2 separate regions of the Mus musculus genome follow, and region 2 is linked to region 1. The links are chromatin contacts, called in public Hi-C maps. All regions are on one chromosome and are shown on one strand. Each heading gives the region's core, a stretch centred on a gene start, on an enhancer-like site or on the middle of the called end of the contact. The rest is flanking DNA. Distances are from core to core; before and after follow the strand shown.

The links. Hi-C and Micro-C count contacts between places; a contact is called where the count stands out from the background.
Region 2: a Hi-C map of the N1E-115 cell line shows a contact between it and region 1, with 3 times the contacts expected there. The contact joins two enhancer-like sites. A contact is called at or near these places in 1 of 39 promoter capture datasets (hippocampal neurons), 1 of 15 datasets of contacts at CTCF or cohesin (the NIH/3T3 cell line), 10 of 484 Hi-C or Micro-C datasets (the HL-1 cell line, MC3T3-E1-derived osteoblasts, the N1E-115 cell line and 5 more) and 1 of 115 datasets of contacts at active chromatin or transcription factors (extraembryonic endoderm stem cells).

The regions. Positions count from the first base shown.
Region 1 is chr6:36,687,894-36,692,490 of GRCm38.p6, reverse strand. No RefSeq gene overlaps it. Among named protein-coding and RNA genes, the nearest start is that of Ptn, 120 kb to the left of the region's middle. Within about 2 kb of position 2,685, at least 2 of the 459 cell types and tissues checked have an H3K27ac peak or open chromatin away from gene starts, as enhancers often do. A contact at or near this core is called in the N1E-115 cell line, where this site is marked.
Region 2 is chr6:36,970,144-36,974,740 of GRCm38.p6, reverse strand. The region is part of intron 22 of Dgki (diacylglycerol kinase, iota); the gene reads left to right. Among named protein-coding and RNA genes, the nearest start is that of Gm52857, 69 kb to the right of the region's middle. Within about 2 kb of position 2,045, at least 7 of the 459 cell types and tissues checked have an H3K27ac peak or open chromatin away from gene starts, as enhancers often do. A contact at or near this core is called in the N1E-115 cell line, where this site is marked.

The DNA of each region.
Region 1 (4,597 bases), core at 1,436-3,935:
CACTTCCCTAGCATTCAGTTCCAAAGAAGGCTTGATTAACAACCAGCCTGCTAAAGCTGAGTATCTGAGGAAATGTTGTATTGAAATACCGAAGCCTCAGTGCTTAATAAACGCCATCCAGTCTTCTTCCACAAAGCTCAGTACGATAGAACTCTTATATGAACCAGGAAAGCACGTTATATGCAAGTTCAAAATTTCTGTTAAATACTGTTAAGAAATAACCAGTGAAATCATATTGAATAATATATATTAACTTAATATAATAGAAACATTTCATACACATCAAAGCATAAATCTTTTTTTTTTTTTTTACATTATCTTTTGGTGTTGGAGTTTTGAAATCTCACCTGGTGTACACTTGACATAGAGAGCATGCTGGAACTGGCGCTGGATACTCAGAGTCCGTGTTGACTCCTTTATTGGAAAAATGATGCTCTTAAGGGGGTACATTATTAAGATTAGAGGACAAGAAGCAGAATAAGATATTATTTATTATTTAAGTACTTGTAAATTTTTATCTACGAGAGAGAGAGAGAGACAGAGACAGAGAGAGAGAGACAGAGACATAGAGAGAGACAGAGAGAGAGAGAGAGACAGAGAGAGAGAGAGAGAGAGAATTGGGGTATTCTGCTGCTCAGTGCAGGCACCTGGCAACTCACTGGTTGTGTCTATATCACAGCCACAGGTGCTGGCTGGAGTTCGGAAGCTCAGCTGTTACTAGGGGCTTTAACAGATTGACAGCTGCTTTTGAGACCCAAGCTTGAAACTGAGGCTAATAAAGTCCTAGCACAGAACTTGAAGTCTGGTTTGTGGAGACAAGGCCACCATCCTGTGGAATCTCAAGGAACTGCAGTGAAGCAGTCCCCTTGTGTGATTAAGATGTGGAGGGCAGAGTCCTCAATGCATCCACCCTGGGAGAAAGCTGTGGAACATGTGATCAACCTACCTAAGCAGTGTGCAACAAACCTGGAAAAGATCCAGGGAAGGGTCAGAGAAGGGTGATTCCGAGTAAAAGGCAGACTGAAGTTACGAAAATGTGTATGATTAGAATCAACGAGATCATAAAATGTAAGATGAGGACTTGTCCATATCGAGATTTGCTAAAACTAAGGTTGAAGTCTCAAGTATGATATCCAAATCCACGGTTTTTTACCAGGAAATACCTTTAAACCTTTTCACATATTTAGCTTTTAAATAAGCTAAGTGGTGTACGATGCTGTGTTAATGTTTTTGAATAGTCATGCCAGTAAGGCCAATTATCAGGAAGTTTGGAAGTGACAAATTGTCTTCAAAATGCCAAATTGTTTTGGCAATATTAAGAATCTCTGCCTGTTTCTATGGAAATCCCACACTTATCTACCCTCTGGCACCCAAACACTGTTATGTTGTTTACAACATAATGACAGCGTTCCAAAATATTAGAAATGCACAATGTTGGTGCTTGGAATTGTGAAGCTAATAAAATGGTAAGAATATGTGTGCCGAGAAGAACATTCAATATTCAAAATTACGTCTTCAAGGCTTTTTTATTTTAGAAAAAAGAGAAAATTCCCCAAGTACACTGCTATGGTGTCAGATGGATGACATCAAAGATGAGTTATTAACCATGTTTTAGATCCTGTAGCCAAGTTAATGTGGTTATTGGTTGTGGGCAATATAGATTTATCGATTAATGATACATAAAAATATATTGCCCTTAAAAATATAGGGCTGAAATGTTAGGTGTAATGGCTTCTACATGCCATCTAGACAAAGGCTCCTCTTACTTCATGGTTAGTGATAGACTGAAAAATAGTCTGAATTGTTCTGAGTGTTATCAAGCAACCACTCTAGAGTTAAGTTGCTCTTTCTGTATGTTGGGTATTTCTAACACAATATTGTTGATTCTATTCTTCTTGCCCTTGTTATATTTTAATCAATGATATGACTAAGTACTTAGAAAACATAGTTACTGAATTAGTACATGATAAAAAATTGAAGAGTAGCTTACATGACAAATTTCAGAATGAAGTTTTAAAATGATTGTGATGAACCTAATCCAAAATAATGACACTTAATGAAGCTAAGCTGTCTTGTAATATAGGCAAAATAATGACATTTACAACGGGATTGGGAGGACTGTTCTTTGAAAGAGTTTGCATAAAAGTACTCTGGGACTCTAGTTTACTGTAAAGAAAATCCTCCCACTCCGAGGTATACTTTACTTAAATGGAAGTTTGGATCCCCCAATGAAATTTGGTGGCAGATGATCTCTGAGGGAAAGACATGTGGACACCAAAATAGAGCAGATGAAAAGAGGGCTTCAGTGAGCCAGGGGCTGCCAATCTGATGAGACTTTTATAGCCTATCTTTCATTTTCCTGCTTTTTGAAATGAACATCCCAGAACAACAAAGGCATTCATTGACCTGTGGTAATTTCCATCTCCCAAATTTTATTCTGGCTTTCTATACATCTCTCTTTTCCATCAACTCATTCTGAAGTTCTTTGCTTTCACTTTCCCTATGTTAATATTTCTAGGGAGGAGGATGGGAGGAGGGAAGCCTTAACTTCCCTAAAGCCTTGAGGGCTGACTGGGGTTGCAAGTCATTTTATAAACCAGCAGTTTTTTCTAGTTCTGTGATAATAAAATAATCTCTGTTTCAGGTGTGAGGTTTATGCATCCATGTTGACTGGACCTGTGATCTGACTCTCTCTCCCTCTTTCCCTTTCTGCCTCTCTCTCTCTCTCTCTCCCTCTCTCTCTCTCTCTCTCTCATTTATAATCTTCCAAGAAACAGAGAAAATATTTAAATGTTTATAAAACTATTTATATTTGGAGGGGATATCAGTGAGGAAAGTGTCTTGGTTGCTTATTTCTCTCTGCAAAGAATATTTCTAACGTTTAAGGGCATTTTCATTTCAGCGTGAAAGAAGACACACACAGCACACACACACACACACACACACACACACACACACACACACACATGCACACCCTCTGAACAGCTAAGCAGGCTTACCATAGAATCAGTGGGTTGTTGTTTAAAACACAGTTTCTACCTAAACCACAGCTTGTCCCAAATTACTTTTTTCCCTCCTCTTCTTACCTTGACTGCTGAGTCCATCCTACATTCTGTGCATGAATTGCCTAGGCAATGAAGATGTATAATCAATCACTGGCTGGAAGGAGATGAGGAGATCCTTCAGGAAGAGCTGGCTAATCCCCAAGGTAAGGCTCTGAGGAGACTGAGGGCTGGTCAGAGAAACACTCTCTATTGCTCATAAGACAGGGGGACACATTTTCCTCCTCATCCAGGTCATACCAACAGTTCTAATTTGGATCCTGGGCTAATGCTATAAGAGTTAGTTAACCAAGAATCTGAAACTAGATAGCCCAGGGTCCTAGGGTAAAACCAAATACTATGATTCTACTAAAACCATGTAGCAATAAAAGGACTCTTAATGACCTTCTGTTCTACTCATAGATCAGGGCCTTGCTTAGCCATCATCAAAGAAATTTTCTCCTGCAGAAGAGAGATGCTAACACAGAGATCTACAGAGAGACAGCCAGACATGACACAGACACTGAGAGACCTTGGAACACTCAGCCAAAATGGGAAAATTCTCTCAAATTCCTTCCCTCAGGGTTAGGGAAATCTTGTGGAAGAGGAGGCAGAAAAGAGTATAAGAGCCAGAGGCGATGGAGATCACCAAGGTAACAAGGGCATTCAAAACAGAACAGGTCTGAGGTGCATGTGAACTCAGTGACAGAAGCCACATGTACGGGGACTGCATGAGACTATAACAGATGGGGTCCTAGATCTGAAAGGAGTAGGTACACATGCCCCATGCCTGACCCAGAAGCTAACTCCGACGAATAATTACTTGAAAGTAAAAATTTAGTTTTCTCCAAGGAAGGCTCACTGGGAAAATTACTCTTATGGGCAGGCTGCATGCGCAGCAGTAGATGGCCAATATAGCATTAACTCAGCAACTTCTTTGGTGGTTCCTTGTCTCATAATGTCAGGTTGGGGCCCCTTATTGTTTTAAATTGTGTCATATATATATATATATATATATATATATATATATATATATATATAATGTTTTGTCCTATTCTGAGGTGTTACTTTTTGTTTTATCTTACTTTAGTATAATCTCTCAGACTCCTGTTTCTTTTCTAATGAAAGCTGAGTGGATCTGGATGTCAGCAGTGGGGAAGAACTGGGAGTAGAGGGAGGGGAAACCATAATCAAGGTCTGATATAGAAAAAACCCACACATCTATTTTCAATTAAAGGAAAAATAGTAAGATTAATTTAGGAGTTATTTTATTTCTAAAGTGTTTTTGATTATTTTTGAAGGTCTAATGAAATCTAGATGCATTTTCCACATTGTTAACTCTTACTCATGATAATATTTATTTTTTATCAATATTTATTTTAATTTTAGTTTTTGATAAGCTTTGTTTATCAAAGCTTTGTTTGAAAAGAAATATTTACAATCATTCCTTATTAAACTACCAAACATACAAGTGATTTCTTTTATGAGATATTGCTATATAGCTTATGTAAGATTCAAACTCATCAGCCTCTTACCTCAGACTTGTCAAGATCTGG
Region 2 (4,597 bases), core at 796-3,295, 280 kb before region 1:
GTAGGATGTCACACCAAAGACCGTGATCCTGGAATGTCGAGACAATAGGGTGATTGGTTATATTATAATGCAACACTGTTTCTGAAGTTGTAGTTTGAGTCAACCTATGAATTACGTCAATGCTTAACTTCCTTGTATATCCTTGAATGCATAGCTAATTGTTAATGTATGTCAACAAACAGTACTTACTGGATATGGTGTATATTCTGACCGCTACTTTAGATCAGTTTCTACACCATGATCGATGTTTAGACATCATTGGGCAGAATATATAATACATTGCTATCATAAGTACAACATGTATTTAAGGTTCTGGGTTAAGATACCCCTTACTTGTGGGAACCAGTAGTTAGATGCAATAAAATGGGGTAAGGAAAGACCAGTGCTCAAGAAAACAGACATGAGTGTCACTAGAAAGAAGGGACTTAATGAAACCAAAGCTTCGTCAAGCCCACTATCAATTGGCTCACTGTAGACCTGAGTTGTAAGAGGCCAGTAGTTAAAATGAGGGAAAACGATGCTGGATAGGGAGAGCAGCAAGGCTTCCTGGGAGAGTCGCTTCCTGGCTCTGCTCACTTACAACTGAACTGGCACAAGCTTTATCAGATGGAAGACCTTTCAGTTGAGAGTTGGTTTTTTCTGGTATCTGCAGACGGCAGTGAGCCAGGGGCCTTTCCGGGTAGGTTGTTCACTGAGCCTCTGGGAAGTTGTGTGAGGAGACTCCTTTTTTGACTCTCTCACCTGCTTCAGTGAGCATCCTCTTCCACAGACATCAGTACCTTACAGTTCCCACAAACTCTGTCCCGCCCTCTCCTCTTCTTTGGCAGGAAAGTGTGAACTGAAGGACAGAAGCCATTCTCTGAGTCTCTGCATTTCTTCCTTTTGTTAAGAATCCACTATGAACTATGTTTTCTAATATAAATGAGGGTATAAATGATAGATTAGTACAAAGTCCAATTTAACCCACTGACAGAGGAATAAGCACACGTATTGAGGAGGTATAGCTACAGTTGGACTAAGTTGACTTTCTGAAACTACTCACAAAGAGCAGCCTTCCGTGCCTCCTCTTTTCACAATTCCGAACTAATAGCTTCTGATTATTAAAAACACTAATAGCTTCCAATTATTAAAAACCAATAAAAGACAATGCATCTCAAGGCCGGTTTTGCAGCTTATCATCTGCTCTGGAGAGCTTGGCTGGGGGTAGGGTACATCTGAAGATTTTGGCTGACAGGAATTTGGAGGCTTATCTGTAACGTTCAATTATCCGTGTTATCTCCTCTGGGCCTGTATCTCTCCATTGTTGCTGGAGGTAATTGTGATTTGAGTTTTTCCAGGAAGATGACATTTCCTGGCAAGGGCTTTCTTGACTCATCCTATCTTAAATAATAAAACTTCTGTCCAAGCAAACTTCTTAAATTGGGAACAGTGATTTGGCATGAGCCCAGGACAGATAAATTCAGCGGTATCTCTGGAAGCCAAGAGAATGAGGGAACTCTTAGAGGGGAACAGAAAGGAATTATATTAAAGATCTGAGTTTGAAAGGAAAATCAATTGGGAGGAAAAGCTGCTAAGTCAGCCGTTCCGCTTTTAACGAATGGCGGTGATGCTTGGAACCTGCAGGCGCGCAGGGAAGCTTAACTCTCGAGGCTAAGGATTTACTGACCCCTGCTCCTTTTGCCTTGCACAGAGTCTACCATGCAACTGAGTACAGATCCACAGAATGGCTGACAGAGCTCAAGCTGAGTATGAGTGAAGGCCAGTTCAAGTTCATATGTGATGTGCACGCCAAAACACATATTATTTTAGAAGCACTAATTAAATGAACTTCCTGAAATACATCTAGATAGAAAGGGCCCCAGAAAATTGTACTCTGATCTGCATTCAGGAAAAACAAACAAACTGAGTCCAGCCAGAAGCATTCCTTTATTGGTAAAAAGTTTCAGCTGAGCAGTGGTAATGCTATTTAAAATAATAGTTCCTGATGACAGAGCTGAGTGATCTATCCAGGCTCCATGGGCTGTTTGCCACCACTGCATAATTGTTTCCTACACGTGTGTCTGGATGGTTGTTCATATTAGAGTACAGCCTTGGATGTTTGCTGGCTAGCACAGTCCTGCTGCCATCTTCAACTCAGGGCTTCTGGTAATCCAGTGTGCCATACTGTTCTGCTTATATCAACAGATGGAAACACAACTATACTATCTCAGACACTTTCTGTCTCTCTTCCATGAAGCTCCACCTCTCCCATGGGCCTATCCCTAATGTCTAAGCATAGGGTACTAAAATGCTCCATAGGCTCGCCCTCAGCACTTGTTGATAAATTTAGTTATTACTTAAAACTGTCTCTTCATTGCTTATGGTTTATTAGTTCTCAGGGTAAAGGTGATTTTCAAGATAGGAAGAGAGAGCACAAGGAAAAAGCTAAGCCAAGTCTCTTAGAGTGACAACAGAAATTCACTACCATTAACTAAATGAGATATTCAAATGATCCAGTAGTAAAGCACAAATGTAATTACACAGTCTATGAACCAAGACGCAGCTTTTGACATGGCTGTAGTTCTAGCTACCAGAGACTTAAGTGGACTTACACTTTGATGTGCATAATAATTTGCACCTGAATTTACCTGAATCCTACCCTGGCTTATTGCACTGCACTTTTGATGCCAGCTAACTCTACACATTTTTTTTTTTTATTCAGTAAATAAATACAACCTTTAATTCGTCTCCAAAAACCCACTGGGGAAAATGAGACAAGCTTTCTGGAGATACAGACCCCTGACTCAGGGCCCTGTGTGTTGTGCGTGGGAGGAGGGTGGGGTGCGGGGAGCTTTTACATCTGCGTGGTGACAAGCATCTTAAAGGAATTGATGGCAAAGGGAGCAGAAGCCCCCAAGTGGCAGGGGAGCTTTGGACTCAGAGGTCAGCCAGAAGACTGGAGGCAGTTTGGATTGGTAAGATGATTGAAAGAGGATCTCGGAGTTTTGTATTAAAGGGATGTGAAGCAAGGGAGGGGCCCTGTGTGAAAGGGTCTCATTTCAACACCAGTGGAGTTTCTGTGACAAAGGGTCCAAAGTGGGAAACGGTGAGCATGTCCAGGGAGAGGAACAAAGGTCTAAGGAGTCCACGTTTTCAAGAAACTGTGCAAGTGAGAGGGGCGGGTTTGGGGAAAGTGCTGACTGAAGGTTACCTTAAGAAAGGAGCCTCATGCCTGTGTCTCAGAGGGCTGCCTTGTCTGATCTCAGTGGGAGAGGATGCCCAATCCTGTAGAGACTTGATGCCTCAGGGAGGAGGGATGGTAGGGAGCACCCCCTCAGAAGGGAAGGGGAGGGAGGAGGGGGTGAAGAACTCTGGGAGGAGGGACTGGGAGGGTCAACATTTGAGATGTAAATAAATAAAATATTTTTTTAAAATGTTAAAAAGGAAGGAAGGAGGGAGGGAGGGAGGGAGGGAGGGAGGGAAGGAAGGAAGGAAGGAAGGAAGGAAGGAAGGAGCTTTATTGAGAGAGAGAACCTTATGATCAAGGCGAGCATGCAAGGGCTTGCACTGGGAGAGCATGAGAATGGAGCATCATGCTTGAGGCAGCATGGTTGGACTTGATGTAGGAGAACATTAGACGCGAATACATTAGGAAAAATGACTCCTAACAAGTGGAGAGCAAGGCAGAAGGGGCTGGCTTCCAGAGAAGTTCCTGGGATGCAGGTGGTACTGTGACTCTTGCAGCTTGCTTTTCCCCCACTGAGATCTGCATGTTCACATCAGGGCTTATCAGTCCTTTATCCCAAGAAAAAATTGGCAAGGATGTGTGGCCTGATTTCTGCAGGCCAGAGATGTGGTATTTTAGAGGGACCAGTATCTTGAAGTGGCAGGCTCATGTTCTAACATACACACACACACACACACACACACACACACACACACACACACACACACACACGAGACGGGAGGGGGGCATACAGAGGAATGGGATACAGGCATGGTTTTATAGGGAAGGAAAGAGGAGGAGGAGAAGTGGGCAGGGGATGATAGGTGTCAAATCTGAATTCCTGGCTTTTGAGCTGAGCTGGAAGATAGTAGGCAGGGGCTGCTTGTCTGATAGGGTGCTGTCAGCTATAGGTCTCTGAAGCAAAGGCTGCTATTCAGATTCCGTATCAGGAAGACATTGTCCACGTAAGGCAGTGTAGTATGTTAAATAATAGTCTGAGTCAATCTGAGTTGTCAGGCAGGCTACAGAGGAACTGTAGATTTAAGAATCAAAATTGTTATTTAAAGAATATTTACAGTATGAGTCAGGAGGCCCAGGAAGAGTTTTAGAATTAATTTTGAATTGAATTTATTAAGAAGGGATGAAGTAAATAGAAGAGATAATAACAGAACAGGGACATGGAAAGGTGTAGTTTTTAATATTTAAGGTAAGTGAGGAGAGGCAGTGGGAAAGAAATTGAAGAGTAAAGGTGGGTTTCAGTGGAGTCATTATGAGTGTCCCATAGAGCAGTTTAGAGTCCCCCTCACCAGGATCTCAAGTCACATGCAAGGGGATAGTAGAAGACTGTCCACTAGAAAGACTAAGATGACCGGGTAAGTTTAGCTTTGAACC